Regions from separate parts of the Oryctolagus cuniculus genome. Here region 1 is linked to region 2. A link is a contact called in public Hi-C data. All regions are on one chromosome and are shown on one strand. The core of a region is the stretch at or near the end of the contact, and the rest is flanking DNA. Distances in the headings are between cores, read along the strand shown. Region 1 has its middle 49 kb from the start of KCNJ1. Region 2 has its middle 280 kb from the start of ETS1.

The links. Hi-C and Micro-C count contacts between places; a contact is called where the count stands out from the background.
Region 1: a contact with region 2 is called in a Hi-C map of an unstated tissue, with 4 times the contacts expected there. The contact joins two enhancer-like sites. A contact is called at or near these places in 4 of 6 Hi-C or Micro-C datasets (ear pinna, psoas muscle, skin fibroblasts and 1 more).

What each region holds. Positions count from the first base shown.
Region 1 is chr1:122,443,024-122,445,723 of mOryCun1.1, forward strand. No RefSeq gene overlaps it. Among named protein-coding and RNA genes, the nearest start is that of KCNJ1, 49 kb to the right of the region's middle. Within about 2 kb of position 1,263, at least 1 of the 8 cell types and tissues checked has an H3K27ac peak or open chromatin away from gene starts, as enhancers often do.
Region 2 is chr1:121,822,857-121,825,556 of mOryCun1.1, forward strand. No RefSeq gene overlaps it. Among named protein-coding and RNA genes, the nearest start is that of ETS1, 280 kb to the right of the region's middle. Within about 2 kb of position 1,330, at least 1 of the 8 cell types and tissues checked has an H3K27ac peak or open chromatin away from gene starts, as enhancers often do.

The DNA of each region.
Region 1 (2,700 bases), core at 13-2,512, 620 kb after region 2:
GGGCGTCCCCACCACCGGATGGGGCTGTGAGCATAGCCAGCACCCTAGCTGGCCAGCCCGGGCCATCCCGACTGTCAGAAGGGCCCCACGTGTGCAATGGCCCGTGGTGTGGCGGCATCCCAAGCTCCAGCTACCAGCACTTTTTTGCTCTCCATGCTTCCTCCAGGAATCCTGCTTCCTTCCCGGCCTCTTCCCAGCCTCTCCCTCAATGCCCTCCCACCGCAGGTGCTCAGTCTGGAAGTAAGGGGCAGCTTGGGAGATGGCCACTGGGCGATGTCCCGCAGAAGGGCGGGGTCTCAGGGTCAGGTGCGCTGCCTCCCCCCTACCCCTGCCAGCACAGGCTCCCAGAGGGGCACAGGACGCTGCTCTGGGGTTTCCAAAGTGGACCTTGGCTGCAACATCTGGCTCACCCCAGAAAGGCCCTGAATTCGTTTGCTTGGGGCAAGGCTCCGGGCCCCTCCCCCAGGCATCAGCCCCGCCCCCAACCCGGGGCGGAGGCGCGGTCCACCTGGCAGCGCCTGACCACCCAGGCCCTCGTCGCGGCCCCCCAGCCCCGACCCCACCCGGCTCCCTCCCCCAGCCCTCTGTGAATCCAGTCCATTGAAACTTGCCTTTGAAAAGGTCTCTGTTTGGGTGAGTTCCGTGCGCTCTGCCTAGAGGGCGGCAGATTATCTGAAAATAGGTGTTATTGATTACAACCAGGTGGGCTTTGTGGAAGGGGTCCACTTGAACCAAAATAAATATTTGCCTGCACAAAGAACAAGCCCGGCCCTGTTGCGGGCGGGGGCGGCCGCGGCGGCGGCAGCCAGCGGCCTCGGGGGCCCGGCGGCCGGGGCGCGGCGCGGCGCAACCCCGGGATTGTGTTTCTTCAATTAGGACAGAAACGCGCGGGGGGCGGCGGGGGCGGCACAAAGGCCCCGCTGGCGGCGCTGCCAAAGGCCCGCGGCCCGCGGCCGGCTGCAGGCTCGCAGCCTGCTCCGGGCTGGGAATTGTATTTTCTTTGGCTTTCGGGCGCGCTCCTTATTATTTATTTCTTTTCCCTCTGTTTTATTTTTATTTTCAAGTTGCCGGCCGGGCTGGATGCCGTCCATTCACCCCGCTGCCTTGGAGCGCGGCGCGCAGACGGCCGGAGCCGGCTCCGACGCTGCCCCGCGGCCGCCGCCGGCACGCACTAGGGGGGGTTGGGGCTGGGGGAGGGGGCGCAGCCTGGGGTGCTGGCGGCGGCGGCGGCGGGGGTCGCTGGGGGCGCCTCGCGCTTTGCCCAGGTCTGATCCGGAGAATGGGAGCCCAGCTGGATAGTGAGCTCCTCCCCAGTGCAGGGAGTGGAGGACCTAGCAGGAATAATGCGGTTTTCTTGAACAGAGGGTAGCAACGTGGGGTGGGATGTGGGGGTCGATGGAGGAGGAAGCTGCAAGGTGGACCCTCGCTGGGGTGCCCATTCCACCCCGCAGTGCGCTGCCTGCCTTCTGCCCAGGGCCCCCGGGGGCTTCCTCCCATTGAGGCTCTGAGAAGTCCACTCTTGGTCTCTCAAGCTGACTTCCCACAGCAGCTGCTGGGTGGGCAGGCGGCCGGAATCTGTGCAGAGGAAAGATGGCTTTCCCTTCTTCTACCATGGAGGGGACCTGGGTAGGGGCCTCCTGTCCAGTGCTCAGGGCGGAAGCCGGAGGCTGCAACAGGTACAAGACAGAGAGAGGGAACAGAGAGGCCTACTTCAGAGAGGTGCTGGCAGGCAGACAGGAGAAGCTGGGGTCGGGAGGAAGAGAGGTGGAGAGAGCCATTGTTGATCTGGATCCCAAGAGAGCTGATCGAGGAGGCTGGCAGAGGCGGGGGCAGGGGGAGTGGATGGAGACGGGACGCCACAGCCACGGATGCAGACCTGGTGCTTCCCTGTGCATCTGCCATCATGGTCACACACACACACACACAAACACCAAGCCCAGGCATCCTCCTGTGTGGCTGCAGAAGACCCTCGTGGTGTTGACCTAGCATCTCTGTGCAGGCAGAGCCCAGACCACCTTCCAGCAGCCTGGGGCAACCCCAGGCAGGGAAAGATGCCAGCAGGCACCTCCTGATGCTGTCGGCTCTCCAGCCTTCCCCTGGAAAGCCTGTTACAGAGGGAAAACCTAGCCACGTTGCCTCAGTCTCCTCCCACAGCCTCATCACAGGGCTCTCCCATCCCAGGATGAAGCTCCCAGGAGAGGCAGAGGTGGAGACGGGTTAGCAGGCTCAGCCGCTCGCTTGGCAAAGAGGAACCCAGACTAGCAAGGAAGAGAGGGCTCTGTAGCTGATCACTGCTGCTTGCACCCCCGTCACCAATCTGTGCACACATCGGGTGGTGGCAACCGCAGGCAGATATTTTTAGAACTAGAAATGATCACCACTTGTTAGTGGAGCTGGGCACTGGCCTCTGGAATTCCCTAAAACACCTCAAACTCTCCCGTGGCCCTGGACACCCCTGGGCTCGACAGACACCCTCAGTTGGTGGGTGCACACTGGGTGGGGTCGATGTGGCAGCCTGGATTGGTAGTACTGGCTGATTTTCAGAGTACAAAACTTGCACCAGGAGACATGTCAGGCTGCCGGTGTGACAACTCAGACTGCAGAGCTGGGAAAAAAGACGCTCCCTACGAGCTCATATGCACCTGCTGCCCCTCCTCAGAGACCCACAACCATGGAGCAGCATAGCTCTTTAGGGACAGA
Region 2 (2,700 bases), core at 80-2,579:
TTCTTCTGGTGTCTTTTTGAGGCTGGAAGGGGTTAAAACTTGCTAAAACAGACAGCCACAGCCGTTGGTGCCTGTTAGCAACGTTTCTGTCCTGTGGAGTCTTGTAATCAGAAATCCTCGCTGCTCTTCTCTTCTTCTTATTGTTGCTCTTGACATTGGACACACAAGTCCCTCCTCAAATTTATTCTTCCTTGTCCTGTCCTCTGCAGAGCTGGCCTGAACTTCAGAAAGAGGTACACAGTGCAAAATGCACTCTAACAGTGCCTTCTGGTACATGCAGATTCCTCTCAGGAAATATATTTTGCTTAACAAAGAAGGTATTCAGAAGCTGTATCATAACCTCATTTTAAAAATTGAGTTTTGTCTGATCTTCTGTATATATAGAAAATTGAAAATGAATCTTGATGTGAATGGAAGGGGAGAGAGAGCGGGAAAGGGGAGGGTTGCGGGTGGGAGGGAAGTCATTGAGGGGGGGCAATGTAATCCATAAGCTGTACTTTGGAAATCTATATTCATTAAATAAAAGTTTAAAAAAATGAGTTTTGTTTAAACAGAAATCCTTCCAAGATAAGAAAAAAGACCAAGAGAAATTAACTTACTCTTCTTAACACATTTTGGTATTCATAAAATTAGGATTAAACCTGTTCTTACTTTTCATCAAATGACTGCCTACATGTAAAGTCCAATTGAATTCTCCCAAATCATTTGAACCCTAATACATTTCCAGTAGTCTGGGGTGGGTGGCATCATGTCTTCTAACATCGTGCCACTAGGGGGAGTGAAACCCAGCAATCTGCAAACTACGCCTGGCCAGAACCCCAAGGTTGGCTGTTTCACCTTTCTGTTTAAACCAATGATCCTCAGCTCAGTTGCCCCAGAAAAACAGGAGCATCTGGTGTGCTGTGTTTATTCTGAGGTTACGATTTCTAAAAATAGTTTTCTGAAAAATCTCCCTGGCCGCTGGGAAGCACGCAGGCAAGTGGTGAGCCAGGAAGTAGGAGGCTCTCTTGCCTCGGGGGACCCTGGAGACTGGAAGAGTGGGACAAGAATGCACTCCAAGAGCACAAGCGAGAGCGGGGGCTGCAGGGCAGCGCTGCAGGTGTCTGTGAGGCCCAGGCCAAGCCAGACTCGCTGACCCCTCCGGGAAGCAGGGAGTCAGCTGGGAGAAGCCACAGAGGAGGAGGAGGGCGGCTCCTACCCTGAGGCTGCGGTGGCCCACACAGGTGTCATGGGAAGGGGTGGGTGTCACTCTGGATGACAGATTGGCTTCAGCCAGATGGTGGCGGGTGAAAGAGGCCTCACCAACCTCTGCTGGCCTTCCAGACAGCGCAAGAGCACACGTGTGTGTGTGTGTGTGTGTGCACATGCGTATACTACAATGGTGGGATGTGGGCAAAGCAAAACTCTGGCGAGTTCTTCCCATTTTCCATATCCAATTCTCATTTCCATGATTTCAGTTCCTTAGAGAATGTCAGCACTTGTCGAGTCATTTTCATTATTTAGTCTCCACCCTAAAATTCCCTCAAGATCTAAAGGCAAGAACGTCCCCCAGAGGGATCTCTGTGCCTCTGGAGGATAATTCAGACAACCTCCCTGGAGGTCCCCAGCTCGGAGGCTGCCTACGCTGCCACCATGTCTTCAGCAACTCTCGCCTTTCTTTCCTCCCTGTCGCCACCTTGCCTCGCCAGGGAGGCATCAACTGGACGCTCCCTCCGGGGACTGGGGCCTCTAAGAGAAGTCCCGGATTATGGCACACAGAGAATGGGAGACCCTGGGGCAGAAAGCACGCACCCAGAGAGCTCGGCTGCTCCCCTGTCGCACAGGCAGCAGCTCCTCCCGGCCTCCTCCAAGGATGACGCGTTTCTTCATTCCCCTGATGAGTTTATGGGAGAACGTCGTCTATCAGACGCAGGACAAGTCTGTCATCGGAACATTTAGTGCAGCAGCCGAAATTGACAGTTTCCGAGCCTTTGTGGTCAGGCAGAGAGAAGACCGGGAAGAGTGGGAAGAGAATTCTGGGTTCTGGTGCCTGCTCTATTGGTCTCGAACGCTAGCTTCAGGCAGTTCGCTTTCTTGGTCTGTGAAATTGAGAATGTTAGGTGAGATTTTCTGTTAGATGATCTCTGGTCCCGAAGGTGCATGCTGTCTGTCTGGTGAACATGGGGAATCTCCTGCCACATTTAATCGACGACCACCACCTCAGAGTGAAACGTGAAAGGCCTGGGACAAAGCACGTGCCAACCTCAGGGTGCCTCGCCAGTCTGTGTAGGAGGAAACGAATGTAAGAAGGGAGCCGACTGCATGCATTCTGCCTCATATGGTTATCTCTAGGGCTTGTGCCCGTGCAAGCAAGATGAGGGTGTGGAGGAAGGGGAGGGGGACACACTGTCAAATGTCAAGTGTTGAGCGAAGGCTTTGAACTCTGACAATTGAGATTTCCGGTAACTTTGCCTCCACTTCTGCAAAAGGGGGGCGGGGGGTAGCAGAGAAAAAGAAAGAGACAAAGAGAGAGAACTGAAAGTGATCCAAACATGAGGCCATCATCATGCAGATTTCGTGTGAATATTAGGCAATAATAATATCTAAGTTACTTGTAGGTAATCTGGGACTTGGCTATCATTAAGAAAAATCTCTGGATATGCCTCTGAACTAACATTGGAATTCTAGCTCTTATGATGCCCTCACCGGGTCAGCACGCAT